Regions from separate parts of the Sus scrofa genome. Here all the other regions are linked to region 2. A link is a contact called in public Hi-C and HiChIP or PLAC-seq data. All regions are on one chromosome and are shown on one strand. The core of a region is the stretch at or near the end of the contact, and the rest is flanking DNA. Distances in the headings are between cores, read along the strand shown.

Region 1 (4,531 bases), core at 1,208-3,707, 270 kb after region 2:
TCAACTTCCATGTTTGTAACAGTTCCTCAATTTCAAGACTTAAAATTGTGGAGTTACATACACTAGGCTATCTGCAGCAGAACCACAAACCATGCATATTAACAGGGAGGTCTCCCCAAAGCCTGTCAAAGATATACAAGCTCTAGGTGCAAGTGTTCATTCATCTTCCTCAAAGTATTGATCTTATTTTAGAATTCAATTTTCCCTAATTGAAAGCAAGCAAAACTGTTCAAAACCAGGAAGTCTGTTTGTTACACATTGATAACCTATTCAAAAACAAATTTGTGAACAATAACAAAAAAAGAGAAATTTTTTGTTGTTTCATCTCACTTTATTTAGGTCAAGGATCTCTTCAACACAACTTCACCACTGTTACAATGTCCTCTATCTGTAGCCATGGAGGCCTCGCCTCCAGGGAGGAGTTCACCTTGATTATCTGCAAAGGTTCCCCCCCCACCCGTCTGCCCTCTTGCCAGGATTTCAAGGAAGGTTAACTGAATTATTATTTTAACCAAACTACACTATGTGGCTTGTCTGAACTGGAATAAAAAAATACATGCTCCACACCAAAGATCATGAATACTGGTTGTTACAGGATACAAAAACAGTTAAGTAACACACGTAAAGGAAATACATTTAACTAATATACCTGACGCCCTGTTAACAAATGCACAGTGCTTGGCAACTATGCTAAGGACAAAAAAAAAGTTCAGAGTTTTCACATCAAGGGTTTATGAAATGAACAAATACTACATCTATGCACCGACTCTTTCCTGATACCTGTTTCCTCCCTAAAACAAGGTGAAACAAAAGAAATTTCAATGACTGCACTTGCCAGGTTCTGATAAACTCTAAAAAGAATAAAAGGATAAGGGAGAACTTTAAACAATTTCCACATAATTAAATATGCTTCTTTTACGTTAACATGCTTTTTTCCCCTTCATTGTTTCTGCTCCCTTTTAGTAGTATATGCTAATACAGAGAAAGGAGAGCCAAGAAAGAGGTAATATTCAAAAGGCTAAACAATGCAATCTTACCATCTCCCAAATTCAGGGGGAATAAGCCTGGGGACACAATAGCGTGCCTCACCAGACTCTAGACCTGCTCAAGAGGCCCCGACTGGTATCCTTCCCCACTTTACAGTGTGCAAAGAACGAAACGACTGTCTATGCTCTGTGATTGGTGGTTTTTCAATGGCGCTTGGACCAAGACCCCAGGCTTTAAGTTCAACCAAACTCCTCAACAGCTCTTCTTCAAAACTGACCCAAAACATAAAAATGTGCCCAAACCAAGCCTCTGGCAATGTAAGGAGGCTACGTTTCTAAAGTTCGAACATAGTGGTTATTTTTTTTTGCTGTTATTATACCTGGAAGGAAGAAGGAAAAAAAAAAAAGCATATGCCACACTCTACGTTACCGAATCCACGGAAGAATGGGGATTTGGGCGACGGCTTGAGAAGTACCTGACCCAGAACAGAGAACGAAGAGCTGCCTCCAGGCCGCGGGTCCCCTGTCCTCGGCCACACCATTACCTGAAGTGAGCGGGCTGCAGGATCGCTTAGCATCCCTCCAAACCTGAAATCCCCTACCTCAAGAGCAATCAAAAGCAGGGGGAGCAAAGTTTCTTCCAGAAGGCGCACAAAAAAAGGCCACAACTTGGATGAATGAAACTGTGCTAAGGGCACCCGGAGCAGGATTTTCGCTGAAGTCAGAAAAAGAGAAGTCAAAAGATTTCTTTTAACATGAGAGCTGGTTCTACGCGACCGTGGTCCAGACAACTGCACAAACACGCTTTGCAGAAGGTTTTATTGAGCGCGGACAGTTCCGGGGCTGCCGGCGGGCGCTAGAGTGGAGGCGGCGGCGGCGAGGCGGAGGCAGAGGCGGGTGGGCGGCGGAGCTGCGCCGGAGCAGGCGGCGGCGGGGCCGGCGACGAGGCTGCTTCCCGACGGCGGGCGCGGGGCCGGACGCTGGCGCGTGTCCTCCCGCGGACCTTCCACTGGACCCCCGTGGGCTGCCCCGCCCCCAACCCCCGCCCGCCCGCCAGCCAGCCTGCCCGGCGGCCGCGTGCGAGGCACACCCTCCCGCGGCCGCGCTCCCGCGTCGGCACACCCCCGCCTCCCGCGCGCACGCGGCCTCGCCGAGCCGCCGGCCGGCCCCACGCGTCCCCTCGGCGCGGGCGCCCGCCGCCCGCCCGCGGCCCCGACCCCCTCCCGGCCGCGCGGGGAGAGCGGGGGGCGGCGGCCTAGCGGCCACTGGGACACCCGCGCGAGAAGGCGGGCTCTGAGGGGAAGGTCACTTACCCGCTGCATGGCTTTCAGAATCAAAGCCAGCTCGTAGCGGGGCATGCCCGAATGCACAGCGCGCGGCTCCTCACGGAACCGTCTCCCGGGATGAAAGAGGGCGGGAACCGCGGAGACCTGGCGGACCGCTGGACCGGAAGGCTCCCAGGCGGCGAAAGCACGCTCCGGCCGCGCGAGCCCGGGCTTAAAGGCTCTGGCAGCTGCGCAGACGGGCCGCCACGCCCCCTCGCCTAACCACGCCCCCCCGCGCGCCACGCCACGCCCCCTCCTTAAGGCGGCCGCGCCGCGCCCCCTCGACAGCCCCGCTCTCTGCGGTCGGCAGCCAGCGCGGGGACCAGCGCCCTGGCCAGGCAGCCACTGCAGCAGGGCAGCACCGCGGGTCCCCTCTGCGAGCTGCCAGCGGGAGCTGCACACGCCTCCGACCCTGCAGCTGCCGCTGCCGCCGCGCTTGCTACGTATGGTTCTCGAACCAGCTGGAACTTTCCATGCCTTCCGTCTCATCCTGGGCGATGAGCGAGCGAGCGTGCGCCCCCGTGTGCGCGTGCGCTGCGGTGCGGTCTGGTCTGTGCGCGCGCCCTTACCCCGCGACTCTTAAGCGTAAGGGGCCTGCCTTGTCGGTGACCACTGTTCTCTGCACGGGGTCTCTGCCGGACCCCAAGCTCTCGCCACCCACGGCCGCGCATCCGGGTTCCGGAACGTTCCCGCTTCGGTCTGCGCCCCCGCGCAGCGCCCGCGGGGTACACCCGGGGCGTACTGCCCCTCCCGCCTCTGCCCACAGCTCGGTGTTCTAGCGCAGCCGCTAGCGCGGCCTCCTGGGGCCCCTTCCCCAGCGTGGTGGGCGTCAGGCGCAGGCTGTGGGCCACCGGGCTCGGGTCGTATCCCATCCCTCGCCGGCTGCCTGACCTCGGGCAGGCTCTTAGGAAAAGGGGGATGTGAAGGACACCTCCTTCTCGTGATTGCGATGCCTCCGAGTAAGTTGATGCTCGTAAACCGCTGAGAAAGATGCCTGCACACACCAGCATTTGTTGTATGAGCACGGCCTGACCCACGTGTTGTTGTCAAGGGCAGGCTAATACTTGGGCTCGAACCAATATTCTTTAAATGTTTATTGGGCGTTCATTTAGGGAACAGGCTAAATGCTCGGTAAGTCATTTAGTAACCAACCATCTGGGATCGTGCGTGCCCTGGAAGGAGCAGTCTCTGGCCTTCCATCTTACTCCCACCCCCACCCTCCCCAAACACGCACACAGACCTCACCTCTCCCTCCAGCCTTTGGCTCTACTTTCCCTGGCCGGAGGTGTACTAAATGCATTGTTTTCCAGCTCCATTCCTTAAAGATTGATCTCCTTGCAACTGTCGTCCTCGCCCACGCTTGCCCCACAAAAGCGTCTATAGGCGAAGTATCTGTCAACTTTAGTGTTATAAGAAGTAAAACTTACTGAGCACTTATTACGCGTCAGGCAAGACACCACTTTAACGTGTGTCGCGTAAAATTCTCACAACAGCGCTATGAGGCAAGAACTATTATTAACCCCACCTAAGGGATTTAGAAATACAGGCTCGCAGAGGTTATGTAACTAGCCCCAGGTCAGATAGTAACAGACAAAATTTGGGTCCAGACTGTATGGAGGCTGGGCTTATACTCGCAGTCCAGCTTCCGGTTCTCCATTCGCACAAATTAATGTGCTGGTATTATTGGGTAGATTTACCATGTACTCTATGTAAACGAAGAATAGAGTCCCTTTGTACCTTATCCAGACAAATTATTATTTCTCATCCCCCACCTCCCATCCGCCGCCAAGATGAAGACGATTTGAACACAATCTCTTCTGTGATATATGGATTACATTTTCTTTTCCTGGACTTCACCACCACCCATATTTTTGCAAAAAGAAACAATACAGGTATCAATACAAATGACCTGGTGAGTGTAATTTAACTTTAGGTTAAAAAAAATAGAATATTGTAAATAAATAACAGAAGGAAGCAAGGAATTTCTGGGCCTTCAGAAGAGAGTTAGAGGTTTTGCAGGAAGGTCCCTTCTTCGGCTCCTCCCCTCGCCCCCCCCCCATCAACAACATGTCCCCCTTTGAATGAGAAAATAAGAACCGCAAAGGAATATGCCAAGCCAAAGACCAGGGCAATACCATGAATTGACTTCAACTTTTAGCATTTGCCCTTGGAAGTGCCATAGTTCCCCCTAAGGTGTCCAGAGGTGAGAGAATCTGGCTT
Region 2 (4,239 bases), core at 847-3,346:
CACAGCCACACCAGATCCTTAACCCACTGAGCAAGGCCAGAGATCAAACCACCATCCTCATGGATGCAAACGATCAGATTCGTTTCCACTGAGCCATCATGGGAACTCCTTGGACCCAACAATTTTAAAATAAAAGAACCAGTTCTGGGTTATTCTTTTGCACAACTGCTCACAGTACAAAAAGCATAAAATATTGTTTCTGGTGGTCTAAGTGCCTTTTCTTGTCCCTTTCTGAGCAACGGGCCTCTCTCTTCTTGGGTGTTATAGCTGAAATTTAAGTAGCTGGCACCAGGTGGCGCCAAAGCTGAGCTTTTTCGTTGCGTGGACCTGCCAGACCTCTCAGAAGCCCTCCACTGAATCTCAAATCCTGGTGCTTCCCACTCAACTACAGCATTTCCAGCACATTAAGCTCTTTATGAAAAGAGCAGACATCCTTGCTTGCTTAAAAAGCACATCGCTGAATATTAACATCCACGCCTCTTTCTGAAAGGGTTCCATTTTACAGGAAGAAGAAAAGTACATTGAGGTAGAAGATAGAACCTTTGCACTAAACACCAATTGCTTTAAATTGCTGCTTATTCTAACTTCAACTTTTCCTTATATGGATGCTCCTGGAATATAGATAACTGTTTCAGACCCATAGAGCATTTTGAGCCATTAAAAGCCATGCATTTCTCTGCAGTTCTCTATGTGATAGAAGTTCAAATCTACCTGTAGCTTTGCTGACTGTTGAGCCTGGAGAATATTTTGAGAACTGAAGTCCTCCTGTTTTGTTTGTCAATGTCCAGTTCCTCCTAACCCATGAATTGCCCGGTTTCTTTCTATGTGGATGAATTATTTTCTGCTTTCTTGTTCTCCCGTACTAAAACCTGAGAGACACAGCTGCTGCATATATGCCGCATGTCCCATTGACCTCTTATTTTCCTGATTCAGATATGTCTTCGACAAGAATTTTCCTTCTTCCTAGTTCTTTTCTTTGAAGTTTCAAGCAGGGTGACCAACTTGTGCTGGCTTGCCTCTGGAATTCTTTTCCCATCCTGTGCCCTGGGAACCCCTGGGTTCCAGATAAAACCGGACAGTTTGCGATGCTAGCTTTAGGGTCTGAGTAAAAGTTAACTTACGATGAAATTCAGATTAGGGCCAACCACTGCAGCGGGCTTCCTTCGCAGTGGCACACTTATTACACATTCGTTGATTAATTCACTCATTCATCCAGCAGACATGCATGTGTTAAGTAAAACTCGACTCCCTTGGCCATTCCAAACCTATCTACGTGACTCTTAATGTTCTCACCTTTCACCAAAGTTTGGTTTGGTTTTGGTTTTTTTGCCACGCCAGCAGCAGGTGGAAGTTCCCAGGCCAGGGAACTTCCAGAACCCAAGCCACTGCTGTAACAATACGGCATTCTTAACCCACTGCACCACAGGAGAACTCTTGGTGCCAATGATTTGTTATATATCTTCTAAGGCCCGCAGTGCTGAACAGAGCATCTAATCTGAACAGACGCTTCATTAGTGATTATTCCATGAAAGAAGAGAAATGAAGGCCCCCCCACTTCCCCCTTGAGGCTCCACTTCTCTGTGGCCCTAAATCGTATATCTTCAGTCTAGAATCTTACCAGCCTCTGCCTGATGCTGAACAATCTCTTAGGCAGGAGTAGCAAAGGCGACATCGTAATGCCCCACGGGGCCTTGGCCCTGGTGGAGACGACAGTGTCCAACATTTTTAGAACCTGCCGCAAATTTCCAAAATTCCTTGTTACCCTTCCAAGAATAAAATCTCCCCAAATTTGTGTTCCGTGAGGTTTACATTTATATTTATCAGAGGCTAGTGTTTAGGAAGGACTCAGAACTTCAGGAGCAGGCTGAGTTCCACCCCAGACCCTCAACGGTTCCGAAGAGGAGGCAGTGGGAGCGGGAGGGAGGAATTCGCCTGTGAGGTTGTCCTCTATTCCCAAATAAGTTCCGTCTCTCTTTCCCAGCCAGACTCTCTATAAAAGGGAAAACTGGACAACAGGCAGTGGGAAAGGAGCTCGTCCTGGCAACTTTCTGTGAAACGCGTACACCACGCTGTTTACAAATTCCTGCAGCTAGCCCCGGAGTCCAAATGTAGACAACTCTGTTTATGTAACTAAAATAGATGCTTATACCGTGTGATTAAGGTGGCTACTGGGAGTTGGGCCATGGTCGGGAGACCTTGGCTGCAGCTGAGGCCAGAGGCGAGTGCAGGGCACAGAATCCCCTGGGACCCTGGGCAGGTATGAGTCTTTTTTTTTTTAGAGACTAGCTTTTGGGTCTAGAACTCTCCCAGGGACGGCACATCCAAGAGGCAGGGGAGAAGCCAGAACCTGGCATCCGTGGCTGGCTGTCTATCCCAGGGGATGGAGCTCTTCCTTGAAGAGGGATCAGCCCAGCACCCTCCCTCTCAGCCAGCTCCCTTCTCAGCACAGTGCTTGGACTGAAGCCCCCATCCTGCACCAACAGAAGACTTGTTCCAACATATGTTTCCAATCAGCCACCCACTTGCTTGGGTCAGTAAGGAGGCTCAAATGTTTTGGGGTAAGGAGACATACAGCCCAATAGAACATTCCCTCCAAACCCTGGTCTCAAACTCACCATGTCCTTCCTACCTCTGGACCCCCCCAGCGTCATGACCAGAATGGCTTCCTTCACAAGACCCATTCGAGTCTCATTTCCTCTCCAGATGTGCTCCACTTCTCCCACAGGAAGAGGTTTGCTCCCCGCTGCAGAAAGAGATGACCCATCTCCAGGTCCATCCACCCCACTCCTAGGAGAGCTCCTTGGGGTCAGGGTCTTGGTCTCAGCATCTTGATACCAGCCTTGACCCTGGCACAGAGTCCACCATGGGCACTCATGTTGGTAAGTGGTTTGTCTTGCTGAGTCTGGGGAAGGCAGCACTGATGGGCCGTAGGATGTGAGCAGGAGAAACAGTGCTGGGAATTCTTCTTCAATGCACCCCATCAGCTCCCCACATCCTGAAGGTGGAGGCCCTGTTCTCATGGCTCATGGGCCAGGCATGGCCACCCCGTTGCCCCCTGCAGCTCACCTGGGTGCCAGACTCTCCATCGCTCTCCTCTGGGTTCCAGTCTCTGTAGACCACAGTTGTTGGAAGGAGCCAGGAGCCTTGGGGGACTTGGCACGTCATTTCCTCTCCTAAGACCTGCTGTCCCACCAACTGGATCCACTCTCTGCCTTGTGCTACTCACGGCTCAGCCCTCTGCTTAAAAACTGCACCTCCCTAAGGTCTAGCTCATGTTTCCTCATATGTTTGCACCATAGAGGGGTTAGGGGAGGGGCTGCCATAGCATCTCAGGTGTGCACACTCCCCTTTGAGAGGAGGAGCAGGGCCCTATCTCTGGCACATGCCCGTCCAGTCCTGGCCATGTGGTATGTGGGCAGGAAATCCATCTTTCTCTCCACCATCATCCCAATGCCAAGCCCATTGCCTGGCTTACTAAGAACAAACGTACACATGAGCTGATGAATCGATACGCTGATTAATCAACCGAAGGAGGCCTGAAGCACCTTTGGGGAGAGAGCCTTAAGCAACCGGAATCCAGGTCACCTGGAGGCAAGATCAAACTGGAACTTGCCCGTGGCCACCAGTGCTTCTGGGGAAGAAAGGGTAGCTGTCCTCTGTATGAATGAACAGGCTCTTACACGGCAATGGGTCAGCGGAGGAAAGGTGACGGAAAAACCCTCACAGTTGTCGAAAATGTCATTTTATCTTTTCCTTTGGACAAAATAAACACAAGCTCTCTTCACTGAGTCCTTAAGGGGAAGTGGGTGGCTGTGGCTCGTCGTGGGAGGAAGACAGGCTCTTGACCGTCAACATCTCTGATCTCAGAGGCAGACTCAAGGAGAAGGAGGCCCCACTGAAGTCACACTTGGATGCCAGACTCGCTGCGCAAGGGAGGGCGCTGCGGCTGCCAGGACCAGCCCAGGCACACAGGGGGGGCATTCACAGCCTCGTGGCCACAGCCCCTCCCGTCTGCCCTGTGCACCCCAGCAGCAAACAGAACTCTCTGTCTCAGTGCCGGAGTCAAGCCTGCACAGAATTAACTGTAATAATTGGCAGGTGGGCCGCTGGCTTCTGGGTTTCAATTCACCAGGGGCTCATGAAAAGGGAAGAAAGAAAAGTGATGCTGTGCTGTAGCCAGTATTTAGCTGGGGCTCGGAGAAGTTTCAGCTTTCCATGACAAGAAACAAACTGTGTGGC
Region 3 (4,200 bases), core at 1,630-4,129, 400 kb after region 2:
GCTAAGACATGGAAATAATCCAATGTCCACCCACAGAGGAATGGATAAAGAAGATGGGGTACATGTGTACAATGGAATATTACTCAGCCATAAAAAAGAATGAAATAATGCCATTTGCAGCAACATGAATGGACTTAGAAATTATCATACTAAGTGAAGTAAGTCAGAAAGAGAAAGGCAAATACCATATGATATCACTTACATGTGAAGTCAAAAGTACGAGACAAGTCAACATGTCTACAAACAAAAACAAGATACACAGACACAGAGCACAGACTTGTGGTCGCCAAGGGGAAGGGGGAGGCAGGATTTGGGAGTTAGGGATTAGCAGATAAACAGCAAGATCCTCCTGGAGAGCCCAGTGAACTGCATTCAATGTCCTGTGATAAACCATAACGGAAAAGAATATGAAAAAAATATATGTATAACTGAGTCACTTTGCTGTATAGTAGAAATGAAAACAGCATTGTAAATCAACTATACTTTAATATAATATTTTTACAAGGGAAAGTACCTCCTTCAACGTAACAAGGAATCTGAGGCCAGAGAGATGAAGGAATGGCTCGAGTGCTCACTGGAAGTGGTAAGGGAAGCTTCTCTTACTTTCTTTTTTTCTTTTTTCTTTTTTCTTTTTTCTCTTTTGTCTTTTAGGGCCACACCCGCAGCATATGGAGGTTCCCAGACTAGGGGTCCAATTGGAGCTGTAGCCACCAGCCTACGCCACAGCTACAGCAACGCCAGATCCCAGCCACATCTGTGACCTACACCACAGCTCATGGCAACACCCGATCCTTAACCCACTGAGCAAGACCGGGAATCAAACCCGAAACCTCATGGTTTACTAGTCAGATTCGCGTCCTCTGTGCACTAATGGGAACTCCCTTCTTTAATTTTTTAAAGTTTTCAGCAGGGAGTTCCCACTGTGGTGCAAAGGAATTGGTGGTGTCTCCGGAACACAGGGACACAGGTTTGATCCCAGCCCAGCACAGTGGGTAAGGCTCCAGCGTTGCCACAGGTGCAGCTTAGGTGGTGACTGGGGCTCAGATCTGATCCCTGGCCCAGGAACCCCATATGCTGCGGGGCAGCCAAAAAATTTAAAAAGAAAAAATAAAATAAAAAATTAAGACATTTTTGAAAAAGCTCTCAACAGAAGAACTGCAAGAATCTGGCCTTGCCTCATCTTCTGGAAAGCAGTTAATCAGAGAAATCTGTGGCTGAGCTATTCAACGTGTTTTTACATATGAAAACTTCACTACATGCTGCTCCCTTTGATATAGAAATTTTGACCTCACCTAACTTTAATAATCTATATGTTTATTTGGAGTTCCCGCCGTGGTGCAGCAGAAACGCATCCGACCGGGAACCATGAGGATTCAGGTTCCATCCCTGGCCTCACTCAGTGGATTGAGGATCCAGTGTTGCTGTGAGCTGGGGTGTAGGTCGCAGATGTGGGTCGGATCCTGCGTGGCTGTGGCTGTGGTGTAGGCCGGCGGCTACGGCTCCAATTCGACCCCTCCATATGCCGCAGGCACAGCCCTAAAAAGACAAAAAAAAATCTATATATTTACGTATAAATACATGTCCAGTTAAATGCATGTGACTTGGACACAGTAATGTAAGAGTATCTGAGCAATCACAGCGCATCTCATGCCCTGGGTTGAAGAGAAAAACAAAAGTCAAAGACTCCTAGCAGACAGATGATAGCGTGTCAACGTTTAACTCTATGGGGCTTTCATTTTTATTTTTTGGCACCTTTAACTCAGGCAAACATGCCATATAACAAACACTGAGAAATGAAGGTGGGAAGGTCCCTCTAGCTGATTAAACTCCCTAATTCTTTTCCAAGGTGCCCCCGCAAAAACCTGAAATCCCCTTATCAGCTCTCATATGGGCAACAGAAGGAAACAAGCATTCTCTAAACCCTTAATCCTATGCCTACCTAACCTCCTTCACGGCCTATGCCAGGCTTCCTGTTTCTTTAACTCGATCTCCACCGCTGGTGTTAAAAGCCACTAACACCTCCTCTGTTGCCAGGAATTTTCTGTAGCTGGGACCGACTTAGTTGGTTTTAATTAGGGGGTTGGAGTGGGGAGCCGTCTGAAGCCCACCTTAGTGGACCCACATAGAATCAAGGTAGATTATTGATGGTCTGGGTATAGAAACTTCCACTGAGACAAGGTCCTGGCAATACGGCTGCATTTGCTTGGCTCACCGAGTGACAATGACCACATGTGCTGGGGAGATCTTTGCTCAGGGCACCTCTTGGTTGGCAAGTCTTCAGGGATGCCAAGCATGGGCCAGACCAAAAGGTAGGAGTTTAAATAGCACAGCAGAGGAAATTTGGAGCCAGCCATAAACTCGAATTCCCTGAACCAGAGGACTTTGTCCAGGAAACATGCTTATTTTGTCAATGACATCGACCAGCAGAGAATCCGAGGCCAGAGAAGCAGTGGGCGTGCCTCCAGGCAGGAGGAGTCACCTGTGACCTTAGCACATCCCTGGTTTCTCTTCACAGTTGACAGCTTGATGGCATTGGACATTCTCCTCTACAACCACTTCTACAAACTTGCCTTTCTGTTTCAAGCGGTTCTCCCGGGAAACTGATCACATTTTAGATGGTGCTAAGTGGGCACCATCTTAAATCCAGCCAAATGCCAGTCTTCCCAGGTGTGCTTTGAGGAATTCACCAGACTGATAGCAACTTACTTAAAATTCAGCCGCTACTCTTATTTGTTTAAATTCAACAAAGCATTGCTGAGTGATGCTATCGCCAGGCTCTGCCCAGCTGGGAATCTTACTGGTCGCCTCTGACCTCAAGGAGCTCCCCATCTAGCTGGAAAGACACATTTAAATGGGGAATCACGCTGCAATGAGCTTTGCAGCCTGGGCTATAAATAGCATGGGGATTAGCGCTAATCTAGAGGACCAGCTGCTGCTGATGTTGTTGCCACTGCAGCAAATTGAAGCCAGAGAGGGAATGAAAGAAAATGCAGGAAATGTGCCTGAAAATAATAATAATAGCCTGGTGGCCACACACAATGGTGACCGAGTTGGTTTTTTTTTTTTTTTTTTTCCCCACAAGTTCCAATGAAGCATCCATTCATTTTTATGTTGTGAGATTGAAGCAGTAATAGCTGGGTGTACACAAAGAATTTCCTGTAGATTAAATGAAGCTGGAAGGCATTGATAGACTTCAGGCAGCGATTTGGGCTAATAATCCAAGCCAGTCATTCATTAACCCTCAGGAAGTTTTCTGTGCCAAAGTCATTATTATTATTATTATAAACGAAACCCCAAGCCTCCAATGGGTGTATGGCTACTTTTCTCTCCAGGATGCTCAATGTATGAGTCAGCCAGGGAGCTTGAATCATTTCCGCAATTCCCTTCTGGTTCGTGGGGAGTGTGGCTTTGTGTAGAGCACTGCTGCTGCCGAAAACCAGCAAAGAGCCCTCTTGAAAGGTAACTATCATTCTTGCCTTTTTAATGAGATCTTGAGCGGCTCTGGCAGCCTGCTGGTTGTCTCCCGATTTCTATGCTCCCATCCTTTCAGAATGTAACACTTTGGCTGGCAACATGGCCATCACACCAAGGAGCACGTTTCCCAGTCTCTCTTGCAGTGGGTGTGGTCATGTGATGTGGTAACGTGGGCAGAAGTGATGGGGTCCCTTCTGGATCTTACCCTCAAAGAATTGGAAAGATGATAGTCCATCGTATGTCTGTACCACATCTTCCTTTATTCAGCCATAAAAAAAAGAATGAAATAATGCCCTTTGCAGCAACACGGATAGATCTAGAGATTATCATATTGAGTGAAGGAAGTCAGGCAGAGAAAGACAAATATCATATGGCATCACTTATATGGGGGATCTAATTTAAAAATGATACCAAAGAACTTATTTGTAAAACAGAAACCAGCTCACAGATTTCAAAACCAATATTATGGGTAACCATAGGCGAAACCCTTGGGGGAAGAGAGGAATTGGGAAATGGGAATAACATATACACACTACTGTATAAAATAGATGCATAAAAAGAACCTACTGTAGGCGTTCCCGTTGTGGCTCAGTGGCTAACGAATCCGACTAGGAACCATAAGGCTGTGTGTTCGATCCCTGGCCTCGCTCAGTGGGTTAAGGATCTGGCGTTGCTGTGAGCTGTGGTGTAGGTCGCAGACACGGCTCAGATCCCATGTTGCTGTGG

The links. Hi-C and Micro-C count contacts between places; a contact is called where the count stands out from the background. HiChIP or PLAC-seq counts read pairs in DNA pulled down with a chosen protein or histone mark.
Region 1: an H3K27ac HiChIP or PLAC-seq map of skeletal muscle shows a contact between it and region 2, with 13 times the contacts expected there. The contact joins the promoter of SLC5A3 here to the enhancer-like site in region 2. A contact is called at or near these places in 3 of 5 promoter capture datasets (fetal liver, fetal skeletal muscle and liver), 15 of 47 Hi-C or Micro-C datasets (alveolar macrophages, brain, embryonic fibroblasts and 10 more) and 2 of 2 datasets of contacts at active chromatin or transcription factors (alveolar macrophages and skeletal muscle).
Region 3: a contact with region 2 is called in a Hi-C map of skeletal muscle, with 3 times the contacts expected there. The contact joins two enhancer-like sites. A contact is called at or near these places in 2 of 47 Hi-C or Micro-C datasets (embryonic fibroblasts and skeletal muscle) and 1 of 2 datasets of contacts at active chromatin or transcription factors (alveolar macrophages).

The regions. Positions count from the first base shown.
Region 1 is chr13:197,686,558-197,691,088 of Sscrofa11.1, reverse strand. It overlaps SLC5A3 (sodium/myo-inositol cotransporter), which reads right to left and starts at 2,457. Exons shown (of 2, transcript XM_005657149.3): 1 at 2,300-2,457. MRPS6 (28S ribosomal protein S6, mitochondrial) reads right to left here and starts at 3,183. Exons shown (of 4, transcript XM_021069846.1): 1 at 2,973-3,183; 2 at 2,300-2,889. The coding sequence starts at 3,183.
Region 2 is chr13:197,957,913-197,962,151 of Sscrofa11.1, reverse strand. No RefSeq gene overlaps it. Among named protein-coding and RNA genes, the nearest start is that of KCNE2, 20 kb to the left of the region's middle. Within about 2 kb of position 2,096, at least 12 of the 83 cell types and tissues checked have an H3K27ac peak or open chromatin away from gene starts, as enhancers often do. A contact at or near this core is called in retroperitoneal adipose tissue, skeletal muscle and subcutaneous adipose tissue, where this site is marked.
Region 3 is chr13:197,561,425-197,565,624 of Sscrofa11.1, reverse strand. All of the region lies in intron 2 of LOC106508031 (a long non-coding RNA gene), which reads right to left. Among named protein-coding and RNA genes, the nearest start is that of ATP5O, 44 kb to the right of the region's middle. Within about 2 kb of position 2,879, at least 10 of the 83 cell types and tissues checked have an H3K27ac peak or open chromatin away from gene starts, as enhancers often do. A contact at or near this core is called in skeletal muscle, where this site is marked.